Regions from separate parts of the Mus musculus genome. Here all the other regions are linked to region 4. Evidence: chromatin contacts called from public HiChIP or PLAC-seq and promoter capture Hi-C data. All regions are on one chromosome and are shown on one strand. Each heading gives the region's core, a stretch centred on a gene start, on an enhancer-like site or on the middle of the called end of the contact. The rest is flanking DNA. Distances are from core to core; before and after follow the strand shown. Region 1 overlaps Pigk (phosphatidylinositol glycan anchor biosynthesis, class K). Region 2 has its middle 37 kb from the start of Gm40181. Region 3 overlaps St6galnac5 (ST6 (alpha-N-acetyl-neuraminyl-2,3-beta-galactosyl-1,3)-N-acetylgalactosaminide alpha-2,6-sialyltransferase 5). Region 4 holds the start of St6galnac3 (ST6 (alpha-N-acetyl-neuraminyl-2,3-beta-galactosyl-1,3)-N-acetylgalactosaminide alpha-2,6-sialyltransferase 3).

Region 1 (3,086 bases), core at 376-2,875, 960 kb before region 4:
ATGAGGTTTTCAGACATGCGCACTCATATCGTATACAAGCGCCTGCACATGCATAAACACACACAGAGGGCTGGGATATAAAAGAAAACACAGAGGAAGGCCAGCTGGAGCCCTGGAGTGTGAACACGGTATTACACAAGTGTCTGTGTAATGAATGAACTCACTGAGAGAGTCATGACTGAAAGAGACAAACAACAGAAATGTCTGGAAGAACCCAACTGGACTCTGGAAAGACAAAGGCAAAATAGAGAAAATCACCTTGGAAGTGAAAACTAAATTACAAGACACCCAGGGGAGGAGTGTGTTACCACAAGTTCAGTGAAAGGAATAAAGACTAGAAATAAGAGCCAGGAAAATAACACTGAAATGTGAGGAAGAAAACAGGAAAAATCAGAGAGAGAGAGAGAGTCTGGGGGGGGGGTCCATTATATTTGCTTAATGCTTAAACTAGAAAATCAAATGGAATAGAAATAGAAATAGCGTTAAAAACTGTACTGGAAACCTTTTCAGAGCTCAAGCAGAATGTGTGCATTGAAAGGTCTTATGTCGTGGGTACCTGAGAGGGACTGTCTACCCTGCCAATCCTCCAAGTATGCTAGGGCGTCACCTCAGCAGAAGCAGGGAGGAAGAGGCCTCCCGAGCCTCCGAGTGAGAAACGAAGATGCAGGAGTACAAGGGTAACAGTGCGTTAGGATGGAAGTCACCTAACTGGAAAGAACATCGAGCCAGGTTCCTGGAAACAGTGTGCAACCTGTGGAAGAGAACCAGTATTTCCAGGAAAGTTATGAGCGGTTGATTTAACCACTGTGAGACTGGTGAGCTACATGAGACTCAGTGTGAATTACACACTGTCTTTGAAACATTGTTGACATTGTGAAGGCATGCTGAAATACATAATAACTGATGGTGTCTCAACTTTCAAATGGTTCAACAAGAAAAATTTAAAAATTAGAAAATTGCTCATTTTTTTTCACAAGTTTTTTCTTTTAAAAGCTTTTTCTGTTGAACTGGCTCTCATGTATTAGAGGCTGCCCATAAACTCCTGTGTCCCTGAGATTGGTCTTGAACCTTGGTCCACCTGATATTACCTCCCAAGTGTTGGGACTAAGTGTTTTAATTAGTATATATATTTAATTAGTATATAATTTAATTAATTATTATGTATTAGTTGTCCACAGCAATGGATTTCATTATGTCGGTTTATGCATGTGCATGGTGTATGTCGGTCATATTCACCCCAGTTCTGCCAATCCTCTTCCCAGCTGGCTCCCCTATGCTTTCTTGTCTTGCCTTTGTCTATCAGTTGTGGTGACCCTGTGAGTCTCCTCAGGGCTGTCTGCAGGAGCGTGGGCGGAAGCCTGTTTACAGAGCATGTACACCTTATAGCTACAGGGCTGTGGAAATTCTGTCTCCTCCCCCATCAACTTTTAACTGCCTGTGAGTCCTGGAGAGGGTGGGGCTCCACGGATCCCTTGCTCTTCCCTGGAAGGGTCCTGACAGACCCAGCCTTGCAGTCCAGTGCAGATGTCAAGGCTGCTGTGGGTCTGCGATTGCCAAAGTCCTGTCGTATCCGGAAGTCAGCTTTCCACAGCTATCTCACTTCCGCTGACTCTTCCGTTCTCTCTGCTCCATCTTCCACAGTGCCCCCGAGCTTTGAGGGGCTGTTCTATATGTCCTAGGTATAGCGGGCGAGGTATTCAAACTGTCGTTTAGTTTATTCTCTCGACTTTGAGTAGTTATGAGTCTGCAGTCACTGCTGCCCACTGGAGGAAGAAGCTTGTCTGAGCAGCTCTGCGGGCATGTGAGCTCTGGAGAAGGCCGTTTGATAGGCGCGACTTGCATCCTGCAGCCCCTCTTCCCAGCTACAGGCTTTTGACCAGCGGAGAGCGTCCGAAGCGAGGTCCTTCCTGTGGCAAGTCCAGCCCCGAGGTGGGCAGGCTTCCCGCCGTACCAGTGCTCTCAAGCTGCCTGGCCGTCAGTGTTGGTACCCGGAGGGCGAGCTGCATGGCGCCCCCTGGCAGCTTCAGCCTAGCCAGCAGGGGGGAGGTTCCAGCCCAGCTGCAGCTTGCTTTCTCTGTGTCTGGGGTCAATCCTGTGTGATCTTGAGCAGCACAGTCTGACCAACTAGTTATGGTAGGAAACTAAGGGCAGTGGCCTGGGTTGTTTTGGGGTTCTTGGGAGCACCCATGGTCACCTCCTGAGAAGTGCCTTGCCCTGGTCCTGGGATTCTTGTTTAATAGGCTGTAACCTCTGGAAACACCTTTATTCATCCCCACAGGGTGAATATCCCATTCAAAATATTTTTAAAAATTGTTTTTTGATTAGCTTACCAAAATGTCAGCTTTCCATGTATCATTTCTTTCGGTTGACATCCTAGACTGTACATTCTGTCTGCCATCTGCTCTCGCTGAGTGAGACCATCGTGTCCCTTCTATGTCACACGGGTTCTGCTGTCTCCCCACCCCCAACTTAAAGATCATATTTCTCCTGTGATATAGATGTGTATATATAAAAGAGCTGAACACACATGAGAGAGTTAAGGTAATAGAATATTTTTCAGTTTCTTCCATTTCTTGAAAATCTCATAGTTTCAAGTTATTGGATGACTTGAATTCCATTGTGTGTGTACCTCATTTTTGTTGTTACTTGAGTTAATAGTGTCTAGGCTGACTGTATTTCCTAGCTACTGTGACTAGAGCGGCCGTGACCACAGATGTGCAGGTCTCTTTGGTAGGATGCAGAGTTCTTCGGGTGGGTGCCCAGGAGTGGGATGGGTGGGTCATATGGCAACTGTAGCATTTGCTTTCTTAGAAATCACCACGTTGGTTTTCCTTGTAGCTGCAGAAGGTTATATGCCCACCAACACCATTCCAATATCCGTGTCTTGCTGTTAGCCATTCTTCCTGATGTAGATGGAATCTCATTGTGGTTTTAACTGGTGCCTCTGTGATGACTAAGGGCACCGAGTGCTTCATGATAGTTGCTGGTCACTTGGGCTTCTCTCTGTTCAGTGCTTAGCTGAGTTTTGCTTGAGTTGTCTTCTGTGTTCTTCCTGACATCTGCCGTCTTGAGCTTTTGTATATCAT
Region 2 (2,957 bases), core at 85-2,584, 930 kb before region 4:
CCTTGGCCAGATCACCTTGGATTCTGGAATCGTCACAGTTCAACCAAAATGGAGGAGCTGTATGAAAAGTTGTGTGACCTTGGCTCACTGCTGCAGGTGAGAGAACATGCCACTCTTGGTCTTTGCCTGCCCCAGGCCTCGTCTCCTCCCCATACACCTACCTTCACATCACTCCTATATTTCTCTTTAGATGTATTTAAGTATATAGTCTGCCCAGGAGAGAGTGTGTAGCATTTGACTTTCTGAGTGGCTTATTTCACTTAACACCGAGGTCTCCAATTCCATTCATTTCCCTCTAGATGGTGCAGTTTGGCTCAGATCATACAGTGCATTGCCTTTGTCCACTCACTGGCTGATAGACATCTCACTGGCTCCTTACCTTGGCTGTTGTGGGTAGTGACATGAATGCAGTAAACACGAATGCTGTTTTATCTCCTATGGAGAGATTGAACAAGACTGCAGTATTTGCTGTAGCACAGCTGCGAGCAGCATTCTTTAAGGTTGATCAAGTTTGCAGCACTATTTCTGAGTTCTGTGTAGACGTTCCAGGACTGCACACCACTCTGACTTCCTTTGCTTTTCCAAAATGTTGTAATTGCTGGAAACAGACATCTATGTAGTGTTTACTATGGGCAATACTGCAAATTCAATGATGCTTCTCACATCAGGAGGTAGAGTCTGTAATACAGTCTCTCACTCCTCGGATCTGGGCTGGATAGACACTTCTTCTACTCAGTAGAACAGTACTGCCCATTCTGGAGTGAGGCCATTGAAGGTGACCCATACATATGCCCTGCTGTCTCTCGGGCCTCTAGGCCCAGCCACCATCCCTGAGGAACTGAGCCCTGTGGAGAAGCGTTGCTCCAGTCCAGACCCCAGCCAACCCATGGCACCATCTCCTGATTGCCCAGAACCATGAGCATATTGCAGTTAGAGAAACAGTGTCGAGTTGGAGCAGTTGCTAAGCAATAGTAACTGAGACCATCATCATGTGCTGTGCCTGGAGGTGCTCCCCGGATTGGGGGGTGGGGTGAGAAGGTAGGATTCTTTCCTAAAGAGTAACATGGTTCTAGAGTGGTTCCTGAGAGAACTGCTACCAGGGAAGAAACAAGAACAAGTCCCATTTAAGAGCCACACGATACGGACTCCACACAAGCACTTTCACTTTTAGTTACTGTGCCAACGGAAGCTTAGTGATCTGGAAATGAACCAGGCTCTGGACCAATTCCATCTGACATCTACCCCCTGCCACTTGGCAGGTTCTGCCCTTCCACTCACCTAGACTCAGAGGCTGAGGCCTACACCCTGAGAGCTGGTCACACGCATCCCATCTGGGAGCTCCTTTCCCTCACAGTGTGTTCAGACCTTCACTACTAAAGTTCTCAGAGCAATATGCTCTCTGCTAAATGCTTCATCGTGCTAGTTCATCTGGCTTTTTTCCTCCTCTCCCTGTTTGTGTGTGTGTGTGTGTGTGTGTGTGTGTGTGTGTGTGTGTGTGTGTTCATGAATGCGATCTCCTTACCACCTCTTCTTACTAACTACACTTTTTCACAGTGTCTCCTCTCCCTTCACGCTGCTGTCAGTTCCAGGCACTCCTGCTCAGCTGCTTGGCTTCCTTTAAGTCTTGTCTGAGTGCTTTTCCACAGCAGCGTGCTCCAGATGTTCTGCACATTTTTCCCAAATCAAAAGCTGCTTACAGTCCCCTGTATGTACATTCCCATCTGTATTTTCCAGTTGCCTCTTCATCATTGGCAGTCAAATGCCTATGTCTAGGTATCTTTCTTTTAAAAAAAAAATTAAATGTGTGTGTGGGGGGGGGTGTATCTGTGTAAGTAAGATGGAGTTATAACAGAGAAATGATATCTCATTAGACATCAGAGACTAGTGAATAAAAGATCCAGTTCTGAGAATGGGTTTATTACATCCCAGATGTTGTCCTCCCCATCCCAGTCCCCCTCTCTCCTCCCTCCCCTTTGCCCCTGAGAGGGCAGCCCTCCCTCAATATCCCTCCATCCTTGTTCATCCCGTCTCTGCACGACTAGCCGCATCCACTCCCTTTGAGGCCAGAGTATAGGGAGACTCAGAACTGCCCATATATGCTCTTTGTTTGGTGGCTTAGTCTCTGGGTGCTCCCAGGGGTCCAGGTTGGGTGACACTGTTGGTCTTCCTGTGGGGTTGCCATCTCCTTAAGGGCCTTCAGTCCTTGCCTTTTTCACAGTGGTCCCTGACCTCCATCCAATGTTTGTCATTATCTACATCTGTCTCGGTTGCTGAGTAGAGCCTCACAGAGGGCTGCTATGCTAGGCTCCTGTCTGCAAACACAACATAGTATATAGCATCATTAATAGTGTGAGGGATTGGTCTCTGCCCATAGGATGGGTCTCAAAATGGGCCAGTCACTAATCAGCCATTCCTTCAGTCTCTGCTCCATCTTTGTCCCTGCATTTCTGTTAGATAGAACCAATTTTAGGTCAGAAATTATGTAGGTGGTTTGGTGTACCCATTCCTCCACTGGTGGTCCTGTCTGGCTACTGGAGGTGGTCCCTTCAGGTTCCATATCCCAACTCACCCCACACAAAACTCAAGTCCAAATGGATCAAAGACCTCAACGTAAAACCAGATACACTGAATCTAATAGAAGAGAAAGTGAGAAACAGCCTTGAACACATTGGCCCAAGAGAAAATTATTTCCTGAACAGAACACCAATGGCTTAGAAACTAAGGTCAAGAATTAGTAAATGAGACCTCATGAAGCTGAAAAATCTTCTTTAAGGCAAAGGACAAAATGGCAGTCTACAGATTGGGAAAAGATCTTCACCAATTCTTTATCCAAGAGAGGGCTAATATCCAAAATATATAAAGAACTCAAGAATTTAGACTAAAAATTCCAAATAACCCATCAAGAACTGTGATGTTTTGTATATGCTCAGCCCAGGGAGTGGTGAGGCCTTGTTGAA
Region 3 (2,973 bases), core at 266-2,765, 810 kb before region 4:
GCTCAGTAGACTAGTCTAATAATCTATCATCAAAGAATGCTAGTTAGTTATCTCTTGCACCCTCTGCTCTCTTGTCTGTAAGTTGTGAATAATACTAAAAAGTTATACATGCAATTGATGAACTACAATCTGTGTGAAGTACAGTTAGTACACCTGTACTGTATATACAATGACAATCATCAGCACTATCGTGAGCATGTCACTGTCACTATACTGACAGAGTTTTAGGTTCCTGTATGCCCATGAATATCTGGTGTAGCCTGGTGGAGGACCTGGCCTGGAAGTCAGAGATGCAATATCTCTCTCACCTCTGTCCGTGACCTTGAGCCTGTGTGCATGACCTTGGGTTAGTCAGATGGGTATGGACTTGGGGACAGGGCTGAGCCTCTCTGCACTCCTATGATTGAGACTATGATTGCACATTGCTGTTTTGAGTCAGGTCCCTCAGTTTGATCTGGGCTCTCAGTGACAGGCCCATGGACTCGGGCTCAGTGTGGACTACTCGGCCATCTTGGAGATGTATTGGTGAGTGCACAGATATAGGGCCACTGCACTTTGGCAAATGCTGACTATAGAATGGTTATGGCCTTCAGTTTATGATCTCAATGGCTGTTTGGGCATTTTGAGAGGAAAATGCAATGCCGGAGAGTTACAGAGGGGACACACCTGATGGTTTTTCTCTTAGCTGATTCTGTGGGAGGGACGCCTCTCCAGCTGATCAACCTAGTGACACTTCTCCAACTCATCCTCCCTGCAGACACCTCAGGTCACGGGACCAGTGGCCTCAATTACAGAGGCAGGGAGACAGATGCCAGAACCACACGGTTACAGTTGGAAGAGCCCTTGTCTAGTCTAAACATTTGATTTTACACATGAGGGAACTTCATCTCAGAGAGACCAGAGGACAGCTACAAGGTCACAGAGTTAGAAGTAGAATTTGGCATGGACAGCATAGGTTCTGGAAACCCAGCTGAAAATGTGTCCCACCTTCCCCAGGACCATCCACAAGGGACGAAGACAAAAGTGAGCCCCAAATAGGCAGCATGTAGAACCTTCTAACCCTTCTGGCCCCCAGTCCTGAAATAAGGTCTGATTGATCAAGACTGTTGGGGAAAGCGTTGACGGGAGCTTGGGGAGAGAAACACACTTTCTAATTCTTCACTCCTGTGTGAAGAGCAAAGCTGTTGTCATTAGGCTGTGTGTTGCAGAATCCTAGAACGGGAGCAACTGGTGCTCGAGGTCTTTTTCTCTTGTGCTTAAGGACCTACTCAGCACCCTGTGGTGGCAGGTCATGGGAGACAAAGAATGTGGTTGTGTTTCCTGAAATGTGTTTCCTGTCATGACTCAGGGGCCCCTCCCTTGACACCAGCTCTGTGAGAGGACAGTCCCGGGAACAAGTCGGCATGAGGCCTGGCACCTGGGAGGCTTTCAGAAAGCTGGTTGGATGAGCCCAGAAGGCGTCGTGTGTCGGTGACTACATGCCACAGAAGACGCAGTAGAACGTGAATTGGCTCAGCAGTCGGAGCCCTGTAAGACGTGATGATCAGGCCAGTGGAGAGTCTATGCTCTCACACTTGCATAGGCTAGTCGAGTGGGGCGGGGCAGGGAGGGGGGAGGAGAAAGCTTTTCTCGCTTGTATTCTCATTTCAGTAGAGTAAGCACGAATTTGTGGTTCAGTGGTTCCGCCTCTCACTGTGCTTTTCTTCCTCTGACTTCTTGCTCTTAAGTAGAAGTACCAGCCTGCAATTCTGTTGGGGCATTGTGCGTAAGCCGGTGTTTTTCTTCTGTCTCCTTTTCTCTGGAATTTTCTTTTCTTTGGAGAGACATGGCTACTGCAGGGTCTGAGGCCCACAGTGTACCTGAGGGAGGAACACCGATAAGTGCTGAGGCAGGTTGACCACGGGGGAGACAGGAAGTCTCCCATGGCGGAGCCTGGTAACCATCAAATCCCCTATATCGCTCTGGAATCTTCCTTGCTCATTTGGGGTCAGGTGACTGAGTTGTTTCTCCATCAGTAGACTGTGAGAGTGAGTGTCGTAAGTCACTTATGAACCTGGGCTTGCTGACATGCCTGGTGCTAATGTCCAGCTCTTCCACAGCAACCTCACAGGCTACCACCATATGGGAAAGGGCTGTCTGATGACTCTGGTCTACAGTGCAAAGACAACTCTACCCCTTGGGCCTTATTTGTAACCGAATCATTACCTACCCCACCCTGGCTTTTTATTCTAGTCTACAAAGCCCACCTCATCTGAGGAGAGCACGGAGGCTGGATTCTGACCGCTGTGTCCTCTTGGCTGTCTGGTTTGGGAGTGCAAATGCACTGGTTCTGGGCAGATGGTTGGTGGGGAAGTGGGTGTGTCCCCTTACGCTCCATTCTGCTCGGAGTTCCCTGAGCTTCTGTCATCTCCGTTCTCTTTAAGTGGATACAAGAAGAAGTTTTAAGGATGAAAATGAAACTTTAAACACTGGATGGTTTTGCGCTGTGAACTGTCAACGCTTTAAACTGTTTTCGTAACCCTGATAAGCTCGGCATTTCAGTCATCTCAGAGAGATTAATTTTTGCTTATTTTCAGATATAGTTGAGGTATTTTTAAAAGCTACAAGTCATTGCTGTTAGGCTGGGGACTTTTACATTATTATTAATCTGGAGGTATGAAATGTATTCATCCCAAACTTTGGGTAATTATAATGAAATTTTAAAAAATTAACAAATTCTGGGGCGGGAAAGATGGCCCTGTGGTTGAAAGCACTTGTTGCTCTTTCCGTGAACCCGAGTTCAGTTCCCAGTACTTACACAGTGGCTTTCAACCATTTCTAACTCCAGTCCAGGGTTCTGATGGCCTCCTCTGGCCTCTTTGGGCACCAGGCATACATGGTGCACAGATATAGATACAGGCCAAACACTCCTACAGACAAAATACTTTTAAAGAAAGTTTTTGCATTATAAACTTGGTTTCATTTTCATTCTCT
Region 4 (3,141 bases), core at 242-2,741:
TGAGATCTATGTGTGCCCTTGGATCTGCACTAGAGATGCCTCGAGGGATCTGGGGATATAGCCCTGTGACCAGACAGGACCTTGGCATTTGTAAAAGTCCAATCAGCAGCACCACTCCAGAGCAAGCACACTCACACAGACAGAAGATGCATGACAGGGGAAAAACCAATAGAGGAAGACATGACCAACAACAGGACATGGCAGGCGCCTTGATTTCCTTTTAGCAAATGACACAAATAAATAGAGACGATGTGGTGACCTAGTTCCAGTTCCTGTGAGTTCAAGTTGCATTCTGTGATACCAATGGATTATTTCCTCCTAACTTTGCCACCCTTGGGGAAAAAAAAAGAAAAGAAAAGGCGTGGAAAGTGTTCCAAAACAAACGGCAAGCTCAGGAAAGTCACAATAAGGGTCTGCTGCCTCGCTTCATGAGAGGGAAGGATGACTGGTACAACTTCAACAGCAGCCCAAGACTATATTAAGTGCTACGACACACAAGACTGTTCTGTGTGGCCCTTGGTCACACAGCACCTTCTCGGGGCTGGAAACCGAACACCTTAGTTTTCTCTCCGGGATGGGAAACCTTCATGCTGCTCAAGTTTGGATCCACGGAGTCAGACTGGGCAACTGAATAAGGACAGCGAGGAAAAACCAGAACAGGCTAGGGAGTGAACTTTCTCGGTGAGTTGGAAACAAGTCTTCCCAGAAAAGGTCCTCACCAAGTAGGTCCACGCAAAGCCTTCAAGCCTGTGGCTAAGGAGTCACTAAGAACATGGAATGTACCAAGGCTTGAAAGAACTCAGCAAAATAGGGCTGGACTCTGGGTAGATACTGTCTGTTCACATGTGAGCCTAAGGAAGTCCAACATTCTACCTATGTCCATCTAATGAACTTTTCCAACTTAAGTCCCGGCACCTGGAGCTAGTTCCCCAGAAAACTCATCCCTACAGGGCTACCTGTAGACCTAGAAGTTTATGTGTTCCCGGGAGCAAAGGCTGCGGGCTCTCTGCACCCTCTCCTCCTCCTCTCAAACGCTGTGCCCCTCACCCATGCTGGGCCACTCCTTTTCAGCCCATGGCCCCCCACAGGCCGCGGGCTGCCCTGACCCAAGTCTCGGAGCACCCTCTGCTCCGCCTGCTATACCCATCATTCGGCACGCCGCCGCGCGCTCCCTGCCCAGCTCCTTCCAGACAGGAGCCAGCCGGCAGCAGTGCAGGCAAGGAGTCTGTGCCCAACGCACATTACATAGTCTCCCACCCAGATGCCTTGGCCAAAGGAACAAAAAGGAAGCCGACGCCAGGAAGAGACGGGCGGGCTGAGGATGCGGCGGGACCGCGGCGGGCTCCACGCCTCGGCGCACCCAGCAGGCGGAGCTCGCATGCGGCCCACCGCCGAGCTGTTACCTTGAGGATGCAGGCCATGGCGCTATGGATCGACCCTGTGGCTCGCTGCACCTCGGCCCCGCAGCTGGACCACTCCAGCCCACATTCCCGCAGAGCGAGCCGGGCCGCGGGAGCTGCGCGCTCAGGCCCCACCCCCGAGCCCCGCCACTGGCTGGCGCCACACGAGGCCCCGCCCCTAGTCACGTGCCCTCCGTGCAGCCCGCAACTGCTTGCTACTCCACCGCTGCTACTACTTCACCTTTTTTTCCAAACCCTTCTGCAGATGGAGGTATGTAAAGCCCGGCTTGCAGCAGACCCAGATCTGCTTAACCTGAGGACAGAAGGTGGCCCTTCCAGCTGCACTCGCCCATCAGAGAACCCACAGATGTGCCACTTTCCAAAAAGTTAGCTTTGTTTGGCACCATTCCGATGCAGGCATGGGGCCCATCACAGGATTCTTCGAAAGCAGCTGGAAGTGCCCAGGGCTAGCCCTTGGGCACTGCAGAATTCTGTGGTGTGCGTCTCTTGTTATGATTGATCGTCTGTCAACCTGAAAACACAAACAACTAGAGATGCTGAAAGATTGAACACTCTTGGTCTTCAAAAAAGAAGCCACAATCTTCACACAATGTGACATTGTGCACAGCATGTGTAGCATATGGGCACATAAACATATGCAGCTGTGACTGTTGTATTCTGTTGCAAGTTCGTAAAATGCTTATGTACACAATGTATAAAGATAATGTTCATGTGTGTACACCTATGTACAGAGTATGATGCACAGGACTTTGCTACTCACTACTACTATCTTGGAATTTAGAGAACTCAGTTAAAATTTCAACAACCAAGTTACATATTAGCTTTTCCTCTTAAGTCTGGACATCTAGGAAGGTCCTGACCTCCACCATGAACTGTCCTGTGTTAAAGAGCAGTGCAGATTTACCCAAGAGGTGACATGGGCAAACTGGAACCTGGTCCTCTCTGGGTCCTTAATGGACTCTGTGTGTCCCAAACCAGACCTGCTAAGAGAACAATCATTTCTACAAGAAGAGGTTATGCCCAGAGAGAGGAAAGGTCTGTAGATACACAAATTCCTGCTGTCTAGAAGTCACACAAGTCTTTAAATTACTCCCCAAAACATCTACCTTAAAGTCATCTCCCTCGCAGATTAGCTGGCCTGCACAGCATCAGGGAAAGCATGTGATCTGAGAGTGACCGAGGGTCATGAGATGGCTCCCACACCAACAGACAGGAATTGCTCAGGACATTCAACAGGAGAAATCACAGGGAAGATACTGAAAAGACTAGAGTCCTATTCAAACTGCCTGTTCCCAGGCAAGCTCTGTCTGTCTCCAGGGTGACTAAACTCTTCTCTGTTGCCACTTCCTCCCACCCCTCCCTCTGCCTTCAAGGCACATGTATTTTATAAGTATGGTTTGGTAAAGATCGCATACTTCAAACTGCAGCTTTAATAAATGGTCTTAGCAGGTGTACTGGCTAGTTTCATGTCAACTTGACACAAACTAGACTCGCTGGAGAGACGGGAGACTCAACTGAAAAGCAAATGACTCCAGAAGAAGTAGGCTGTAGGAAAACCTGTAGGGCATGTTCTTATTTAGTGATTTATGTGGAGGGCCAGCCCATTGTGGGTGGGACCACCCCGGGCTGGTGGTCCTGGGTTCTATAAGAAAGCAGACCTAGCAAGCCATGAGGAGCAAGCTAGTAAGCAACACCCCTTCAAGGCATCTGCATCAGCCCC

Evidence for each region. Promoter capture Hi-C pulls out the DNA fragments that hold promoters and counts their contacts. HiChIP or PLAC-seq counts read pairs in DNA pulled down with a chosen protein or histone mark.
Region 1: a promoter capture Hi-C map of liver shows a contact between it and region 4, with 4 times the contacts expected there. The contact joins the enhancer-like site here to the promoter of St6galnac3 in region 4. A contact is called at or near these places in 6 of 39 promoter capture datasets (the HPC-7 cell line, hippocampal neurons, liver and 2 more), 1 of 15 datasets of contacts at CTCF or cohesin (large pre-B cells) and 9 of 115 datasets of contacts at active chromatin or transcription factors (astrocytes, embryonic basal ganglia, embryonic forebrain and 6 more).
Region 2: a contact with region 4 is called in a promoter capture Hi-C map of liver, with 2.4 times the contacts expected there. The contact joins the enhancer-like site here to the promoter of St6galnac3 in region 4. A contact is called at or near these places in 3 of 39 promoter capture datasets (embryonic stem cells, hippocampal neurons and liver), 2 of 115 datasets of contacts at active chromatin or transcription factors (embryonic stem cells and pro-B cells) and 1 of 9 other capture datasets (embryonic stem cells).
Region 3: an H3K27ac HiChIP or PLAC-seq map of large pre-B cells shows a contact between it and region 4, with 4 times the contacts expected there. The contact joins the enhancer-like site here to the promoter of St6galnac3 in region 4. A contact is called at or near these places in 1 of 39 promoter capture datasets (embryonic stem cells), 3 of 115 datasets of contacts at active chromatin or transcription factors (astrocytes, large pre-B cells and regulatory T cells) and 1 of 9 other capture datasets (liver).

Annotation. Positions count from the first base shown.
Region 1 is chr3:152,761,781-152,764,866 of GRCm38.p6, forward strand. The region is part of intron 9 of Pigk (phosphatidylinositol glycan anchor biosynthesis, class K); the gene reads left to right. Among named protein-coding and RNA genes, the nearest start is that of Gm40181, 7.2 kb to the left of the region's middle. Within about 2 kb of position 1,626, at least 136 of the 459 cell types and tissues checked have an H3K27ac peak or open chromatin away from gene starts, as enhancers often do. A contact at or near this core is called in liver, where this site is marked.
Region 2 is chr3:152,791,612-152,794,568 of GRCm38.p6, forward strand. It overlaps a transcript of Pigk not described here. Among named protein-coding and RNA genes, the nearest start is that of Gm40181, 37 kb to the left of the region's middle. Within about 2 kb of position 1,335, at least 20 of the 459 cell types and tissues checked have an H3K27ac peak or open chromatin away from gene starts, as enhancers often do. A contact at or near this core is called in hippocampal neurons and liver, where this site is marked.
Region 3 is chr3:152,911,001-152,913,973 of GRCm38.p6, forward strand. All of the region lies in intron 2 of St6galnac5 (ST6 (alpha-N-acetyl-neuraminyl-2,3-beta-galactosyl-1,3)-N-acetylgalactosaminide alpha-2,6-sialyltransferase 5), which reads right to left. All of the region lies in intron 2 of Gm46830 (a long non-coding RNA gene), which reads left to right. Among named protein-coding and RNA genes, the nearest start is that of Gm46830, 13 kb to the left of the region's middle. Within about 2 kb of position 1,516, at least 116 of the 459 cell types and tissues checked have an H3K27ac peak or open chromatin away from gene starts, as enhancers often do. A contact at or near this core is called in regulatory T cells, where this site is marked.
Region 4 is chr3:153,723,642-153,726,782 of GRCm38.p6, forward strand. It overlaps St6galnac3 (ST6 (alpha-N-acetyl-neuraminyl-2,3-beta-galactosyl-1,3)-N-acetylgalactosaminide alpha-2,6-sialyltransferase 3), which reads right to left and starts at 1,492. Exons shown (of 5, transcript NM_011372.2): 1 at 1,404-1,492. The coding sequence starts at 1,421.